Regions from separate parts of the Macaca mulatta genome. Here region 1 is linked to region 2. A link is a contact called in public Hi-C data. All regions are on one chromosome and are shown on one strand. Each heading gives the region's core, a stretch centred on a gene start, on an enhancer-like site or on the middle of the called end of the contact. The rest is flanking DNA. Distances are from core to core; before and after follow the strand shown. Region 1 holds the start of RTRAF (RNA transcription, translation and transport factor). Region 2 holds the start of LOC144330256.

Evidence for each region. A called contact is a pair of places that touch in the nucleus more often than the background predicts.
Region 1: a contact with region 2 is called in a Hi-C map of fetal cortical plate, with 2.7 times the contacts expected there. The contact joins the promoter of RTRAF here to the promoter of LOC144330256 in region 2. A contact is called at or near these places in 2 of 14 Hi-C or Micro-C datasets (blood and fetal cortical plate).

What each region holds. Positions count from the first base shown.
Region 1 is chr7:125,182,236-125,186,665 of T2T-MMU8v2.0, reverse strand. RTRAF (RNA transcription, translation and transport factor) reads right to left here and starts at 1,559. Exons shown (of 8, transcript NM_001266427.1): 1 at 1,417-1,559. The coding sequence starts at 1,477.
Region 2 is chr7:124,877,339-124,881,198 of T2T-MMU8v2.0, reverse strand. LOC144330256 reads left to right here and starts at 2,136. Exons shown (of 2, transcript XM_077941029.1): 1 at 2,136-3,029. The coding sequence starts at 2,204. The coding sequence ends at 2,659. The region is part of intron 1 of FRMD6 (FERM domain containing 6); the gene reads right to left.

The DNA.
Region 1 (4,430 bases), core at 310-2,809, 310 kb before region 2:
GGGTCCAGATACTTACTGGTTGTGTGAACTTGGGATAATCACCCACATTTTCTGTGCCTCAGATTCTTCAGCTACAAAATGAGGCTGCTAACAGAACTTACCTATAGAATTATGAAGATTAAAAGAAGTTGTTTTATTTAAGAAGTTTCTTAAATAAAATAAATACGGATAAAAACAGTGCCTGGCACATAGTTTTGCTATTTAAGTGTTAAATATTAATATTCCAGTTCCTTTGCAGACAGAAAGGGGAGACAGGGCAAAGTTAAATTTATAGCAAAGTAATAAAGTAAAATAAATAACAAAAGTAAAAGAAATTAAATGACAAAAAACTGTGACTACTGTTGTCATGTAATGTTAACTGCACATTAAATGCATACACTGTTTTGTTTAATCCTCCCCATACCTCTTTTGAGGTAGGTAATATCCCGTTTTACAGAAAAGAACATTGAGACTCAAAGATTCCAATTCAGAACAAGGCTCTATTTTCATCGTTACTTTGTTAAAGCAGAAAAACAACAGATTATAATTTGATATGCTTCTACAAGAGATCAACAAAACACTGACATCCTGCTTAGATATTATTTTCAATTTGTGAGTCAAATTCAAGCTTCCATTATAAGGTCTTGAGAATTATACAATGGTCTGAGTATCACAAGTTATACTTGATCACTTTCAAACTTACCAGTCTATCACAGGCCAGAACTATACAAAAGAAATGAGTAGTAGTGGGCAGTAGTTTTGTTACAGTGAGTAGCAACGTTATTACTTTTTAAAATTCTAATGCTGTAAAATCCCAAATACCTTTGTATTTACAATTCAACCTTCCCATTCATCTGCTATTAACTTTTTTTTGCAAGACCACACAACACAACTAGCCCGTTACTACACGCGCTTACCCTCCCACTGTGATCGGTCCTGACTTCATTGTGTACTGTCTCAAACCGCTCAGTGGGTTCTGACTGCTTCCACCCCTCGCACCCCTCGACCCTTTAGCTCCTGGCAGGCAGTGAGCTAGTCTTCAAGTTAGCACCTTCCTCAGCATCCAGCACCGCGCTGGCCCATAATTAGCAGGTGCTCAAGGTATCGCCTAATTACCCAGGGAACCGTGGAGTTGAATAGTGAGTGAGAAAGACGAATGCTCTTCCTTTTATGTGCTGAGAAGCTAGTTACATGGTGTTTGGAGTTAAGCAAGTGCAGAAAGTAACATGCTGAGACAGGAGTAGGTGAGAGGACTTTGAAGCCGGGAAGGGGCGGCGAAGAGCCGAGGTGCGTGGCGACCCAGAGGAGAGGGGCCCGAAGGCCGGCGGCGGAAACCAGGCCGCCGAGGGTCCCGACGGGGAGGTGGGGTGGGGGCACTGAGGCTGGGACCGCCGCCCAGGTCAGGGACACCCGGCCGGCCCAAGGCCGTCGCCTCACCTTTGCAGTTGAAGCCGGCGGGGTTGTGGTAGTCGAGAGCCGTCAACTTGCGTCGGAACATGGTCCCCGCTTCTCGCTCTGGTCCCCCGGGCCTCGGCCGGGAGAGAAGCGAGGTGGAGCGGGCGGCGCAGGCACCGGCGACGCGGCGAGAGGGCGGGTTGGCGCTTGGACGCTCCGAAATGACGGCGGCCTCCGCCAATCGTAGCTTAAGCGGTGGCCGCCGGCAAATGCCCACCAATCGAGGCTCCGACTGGGGAGGCGGGGCCACGTCGGCGCACGACGTCGCTCAAATAAACTTTATTGTCAGCTTCCTGGTTGTACACTAGGCAGAAAACCAATGGGAAGCTACTTTCCTTTCTTTCTTGCTATGACATGCAGAGAATAGTATATGTAGGCTTTTAGTATTCGCTGTACCTCCCGTTGGATTACAGAATTACTGTTTAGTGTTTTGAGTGCATTCATTCATTTATTCGTTCATTTATTACTCCTCCTACATAATAGGTGCTCTTCTAATACAAAGACGACAAAGCAAAGTCCCTGTAGTAAGATGCTTTCAGACTAGTTGGGAGTGATCCACAGGTACACATACAACTGTTAATACGATGCGATCGTTCCAGATATCCTCAGCCAGAGTGAAATCTGAAGCCGAGATCGTCCCTCACTCCCGTCCCTCACTCCCGTCCCTCACTCCCGTCCCTCACTCCCGTCCCTCACTCCCCTTCACCCTCGGTCACAGCATCCAGTAGGTCACCAATTCCTGCCATTCTCCCCTAACTCTCAAATCCCTCACCTCCTTCTGGACCCCACTGATACAGCCACAAATCAGACCCTCATCACTTTTGCTTACTCTAATTATCTGACTGATTTCTTAGGGCCAGTCCTGCTTTCTCCACACCATTCCCCCACACAGCAATGAGAGAGATTTTTCTAAAGCAAAAAACTGTCCATAACTTTCTCTGCTTATGTTTTAGTGATTCCTGGTTACCTCCTAGAAATAATCAAAACTCTATATTGTATTTAAGATCTTTCCTGATCCAGTCTCTACTTGCTTTTCAGACAGTGGAGAGAGAGCAGTGAACAAGACAGACCAGGCCCCTACTTTCATGGAGTTTAAAAGGCTAATGAGGGAAACAATAAATAGATAAGTATAAACTAAGGCTTGAGGATGGTGAGGCATTCACCGTGCAGTCAAAAGGGTAACCTAGTTTGAGGGAAGAGGCTGTATAAAGCAGGAAATGAGCAACAGCATGGCCCAGAGGGACTAGAGCTTGTAGCGGCTGAGGGTGAGAGGGAATGACAGCTGATAAGACTATAGACAAAGGCAGGGGTCTGATTAGGACAAGCCTCTCATGGCAAGCTAAGGGAAGCTATTGAAATTCTTGAGGGTAAGCCAACTATGTATGTTTCATTTCATTTCAACAGATTTTAATTAAACACTTAGGATCTGTGGAGTATACAAATGAGTAAACTACAGTCTCTATTTTCAGGAAATTTAAGTATAATGACAAACATAGATGTGTAAATAAATACTTATAATCTAGAGTTAGAAAGGGTAAGTGAATTACAAGAAGTATAAAATGTACTACAAAGAAGTGCAGGCCGGGTGCAGAGGCTCATGCCTGTAGTCCCAGCACTTTGGGAGGCTGAGGTGGGAGGATAGTTCAAGCCCAGGAGTTTGAGACCAGCCTAGGCAACATAGTGAGACTTTGTCTCTACTAAAACTAAAACTTAAAAAAAAAAAAAAGAAAGAAAGAAATAAAAAAGGAAAAATTAGCTGGGCATGCTAGTGCATGCTGTGGACCCGGCTACTCGGGAGGCTGAGGTGGGAGGATCACTTGAGCCTGCAAGGTTGAGGCAGCAGTGAGACATGATCGTGCCAACCTGGGCAACATGCAAGACCCCATCTCAAAAATAATAGTAATAAAAAGAAGTACAGAGGCCAGAATACAGCTTTAGTTTTAAGGGGGCATTGTAAGATAATCTATATTTTTCAATTAAGATGCTTATAGAGTGAATCAAGAAAACCAGTTCAAGGGTGTCTCAGTTCCAACAAAATTTGATCAACGATGCAGGTCTCATATTGTGGTGCATGCTAATTGTATAATTAATGAAATACTAACCAAAAAATCAAAAAAATGAACCAATCAAGGAAGGGAAAATAGTAAGTACTTACATACAAATAATAAATTAAAAAGGGGGAGAAACACAATTGCAGACAATGAATTTCTTTAAAAAAAAATAAGGAAAAAGTCTCTTACCATTTGTTTTCTGAAATTGACCTTTCAATGCAAAAAATGAAGTTGTTTACTCCTGGCCTAGTCTTTCTACTTCAGGGTCCCCATTGTCAGCAACTTAAGACTGTCCCTGGTCATCAGCCCTGGCCACCACAAGGAATGGGGAGGTCAGAGGAAGATTCTGACAATGCAGAATGCCAAAGGGACCCATCAGACTTGAACAGGGAATAAAGCAAATTTTGGAAAAGAAGTATAACATATTACAAATATTAATCCATTTTTTATGTTAAAACCCAGTTATCTTTTTTTCCCCCTGAATTTGAAGGAGTTCTTTGGCCTATGCTGAATGGAGTGTCCAACAGTAAGTGAATCTTACATAATTCCATTTCTGAAGACCAAGCCCTCTGTATACTTCAAGAAAAGGAAAGCAACTTTTGTGTGTGTGTGTTTTCATGAGTACCCAGTGTTTAGCTCCTACTTATAAGTGAGAACTTGTGGTATTTGGTAGTCTGTTCCTGTGTTAACTTGCTTAGGATAATGGCCTCCAGCTGCATCCATATTGCTGCAAATTTGGACATAATATTTGTTCTTTTTATGGCTGCATAGTATTCCATGGGGTATAGGTACCATATTTTCTTTATCCAGTCAGCCTTTGATGGGCATGTAGGTTGACTCCATGTCTCGATGAACATGAGAATGCACGTGTCTTTTTGGTAGAAGGATTTGGAAACCAACTTTTATTATCAAATGACCTGAACTCCAATCTAATGGTTGATCATA
Region 2 (3,860 bases), core at 887-3,386:
ACATTGGCATTTTGCTTTCAAAAGCAGCGTCTTCATTCAGGCCCATGCTGTTTTCAGGCATTTTCCTGTAGAGCCAGGAGCATCATAAATCTGTAAATTCAAATTATGTACTTAAAACTAGCAGCTTACCCTTCTTGCCCCCAAAAAGGAGATACTGGAAATAGGAAAGATTTCCTGCCCCTTAAAATGTCTTGAGTACTGCAAGAACTGCTGATTACTGTAGCCCATCAGTGTCAGATCTCAGAGATTCTTGCAAGCAACTCAAAGGGGGGAAAATTAGTTCATATTACAGTCTTTCTGGAGAAGATGTCCTGCAGATAACATGATATTAGATATCCCCCGGGGGATCCTTTTCATCTAATAATCCTACTAAATGTCCACTTTAATATGAAATATGAATCCAATATGTTTACAAACATACTGGGAAAAGTATTCAAATGCCAGCTGTCTCACATTGTGAAGTATTTTCATTTTTAACATAAAACGTTTATTTCTCAAAGCCACACCTGAGAAAATGATTAGGTGCTGTTAAGTTTTATACTACAAAGGACATCAGCAAAGGCATCTGTTTTCCTGCCTCTCTTCTGGTCTTCTCCCCTCCCCCACTCTCCATCCTGCAGGCCATTTGTAGGTCCTGGTTGTTAAAATTTCTACAATAGTCTCATAATGCTCTAAATTCTAAAAAACAAACAAACAAACAAAAAAACTTCTCATCCTTTAACACTGCTGAACCTAAATTCATGCACTGCTCTAAGAAGGAAACCCAAAAGTCACAAGCCTCTTTAATGACAGATGTATTACGGAAAATTTTCCCCACAAAGTTTTGATGCTGTGAAATATCAACTCCCTGAAATCACAGAAAGGAAATGACTTACATTCTTGGAAAATGAAGCCACTAGCAGCTTTCTCCAACAGCATTTTCTAAACCCCAAACTACACCCTGCGGCAAGAGGGAGTATTTCGTGCAAAAACTAAATTTAAATAGATGCTTATAAAACCCATAAACAAACATTGCCCGGTCCCAGAGAAGAACAGAAGGGAATCATACTCGGAAAGTCCAGCGAGATACTTTTTCTCCACATTCAGAAATGCTGGAGAGCACAGGCTGGAAGTCAGAAGCAACCTGAGAACGCTTGCTGAAGTTTTCCTTCCCTGCTGTGAGCAATGCACAGCTCCTGAGGGAAAAACTGGCAAAAGAGATTTTGCTTAAAAAATAAAAATGAAAAGGGTGTTAAGGGGGAAAACGAGCTAATATTTCTTTGGACACTAGCTACACAACTGCACGGCCTAAAAATTTGCCAGCTTTCAACTTTAAAATACACTTATTTTGACATTTTCCCATCTATTCGTGCCTTTTAAGAAAACGCCCGCACCATTAGGCTATGCTGTCCCAGGACTCGAGGTGTTGTTCTAATCCCTGTAGACTTTACATTTACACGGGTGGACACCAGCTGTCCATACCTGACAGTGCCTGGCCCTTCCGGAGCCGAATCCCATTCGCCTGGGGCTCCGCCAGCGCACCGCAAGCTCCTCCAGAAACCCAAATTCTGCAGGCCGCGCCCCCAACTCGTATCTCACCCAGGCCCCAGTCTGGCGCCGATCTGCCCCAGCTCAACCTCCGGCTCCGCCGACTGGGCACTTCCTGGGACTCCGGGCAGACCCTGCGCTCGGGTGCCTTCCCGCAGCCGAGCTGTCCGGCCTCTGCGCGCGCACAACAGGCTGCACGGCGCAGCCCCCGGGAGCGCGGGACTCGGGTGCTGGTCCCGGCGCCCAGCCACAGCGACACTGACCTGGGCGCCGGGGCCCGCCAGGGAGCTCTGTGATCCGGGGACCTCCGCGATGCAGAGGACCAGGCGCGGCGCACGGAGCCCAGGCGCGCAGTCCGCAGCCGGGACCAGCCTCCCGCCCCCGCCGCTGAAGCAGCCCCGAGCTCCACGCCTCCCCCGCTGCCAGGCTCGGCTGCCCTAGGGCCTCGTCCGCCTGTCCCGGAGTGGACGAGCTCCGACTCGCGGAAAAGCGACCTTCCCGCCGGTGCCCGACACCCAGAGCTAAGGGAGCGAGAAGAAAACGAAGAAAGAGGCGGAGAGTGGGGCCACTGCCTTCGCTGGGACTCGCGACTTCCAGAAACCCTCCCGAAACCCCGTCCCGCCGCCGCCCCGCCGGCAGGGGGCACAGCGGGCGTCCGGGGCGCGGCGGCTGGGCGATGGGGAGAGCGGAAAGGGCCCAGACACCGGGTTCTTGCTCGTACCTCGGAGAAAGTATTGAGCACCAGGCGTTGGGCTCTGTGGTCAGCCCCCTGAGTCTTCCTGCCGGCGCCGAGCCTGTCCCGCTCCTCTCAGCCCCTTGGCCCCGCCAGCCAGAGAAGCACTCCGCGTCCGCCCCGCCCCCCTCCCACGCCTCCCGCCTGCCCCGCCCCCTGAAGCACCGCCCCCTGAGACCCCGCCCCCGGCCCGCCCTAACTGGCCGCGGAGACAGCCGAGCCGCGGGAGCTGAGCGCCGAGCTAGCGACCGTACAGGGAGCGCCCGTCCGCCCCGCCCTGGACCCAACCAAGCGTCCCGTGGAGGGGTGCGGCCACTTGGGGGCAGGAGAAAACGGAGTAAGCCACCCTTCTGGGCACCCAGGAAGCGAGGCGAGCCTCAGGTGGACGCGGTGGTGTAGACCACGACGATCAGGGCCGTTCCCCGTGCTGTGGAGACGGAGGTGCGAGGGGACCCCGGCGGCTCCCCACCTTATGCCGAATGGCCCTCTCCGCCGCCGGCTCGGCTCCCTCGGGGCGCTCCCTCCGGAGCCGAGGCGGGCTGGCCGGGGGCGGCTGTTTGGCCTGAGCGTCTTCTTACTGAAGCGGATCGCCGGAGGGGAGGCCATTCCGAGAGGAGGCGATCCCCAGCAGAGGAGGCTTCGTGAATCCCACAGCCACCTGCCCACCCGCCACTCGGGACGCCGCGCCTCGTGGGTTTCACGCTGGATGGAGGGGCGCCGCCGAGGAGGCCCAGCCTCCCCCGCTAATTCTACCTCTCCAGTTCCTCAGGTAGACACAGCCTCTGTCTGCTGTGGTTTTAGTGCCCGTGGCCCCTCAGAAATTATTTTTGTCCCCTCCCGCTAGTGGCTTTGGGGGATGGAGGGCTAGAGATGCAAAGGGCCAGTGGAAGATTTTTTTATAGCACTAAGAATCAAGCCAGGAGATGGAGGTTTCATTGCCACTTCGGGGTCTGAGGAGGGGACGAGCTGCACCTCTCCAGTCAGTCTGCGCCCACCAGGACCTGCTGCTGGGGACCGCAGACGAAAGGAGAGACACCCAGCACCTGGCCCCTAGTCCCGCAGGGCGTCAGTCTCCTGGCCTTCTGCCTTTCAAGGCTTCCTCTGACTTTGCTGACCCAGTGACCCCTGGCCACGGGTGGCAAAACGCCCTCACTGAGCCCTTCGCTAAAGGAGTGAGGGGGTTTATTTGTCTGGCTTTGAAAATGGGATGAGGAGACAAGAAAACAGGACCTGAGAAAGGACACTATCCAAAATCTGATGCTCTCAGAAGTCAACTTTAAAACTGCCCTGCTCTTTTCATCCAAAGATGAATATGTGAAGCCAGCTGTTACTGGTTGAAAGTGTGCCTCTTGTTTGCATGGCAAAGGAATTCAGTTTTGTGTTCATTTACAGCTGAAGCTCTCTTGAAATAATTGCCTCAGTCACAACTTTTACATTTTGGGAACCATACCATTAGAACTGAATATTAGGAACTATGATCTTTTGTCTTTTCACAATTGACAATATATTCAGAACTTATTTCTGATAAAGCTGGGCAGTTTCTAAGGATACTGTACTTATGATTTAAAGTCATGACTCCATTATGGAAAAGAGAACAAGA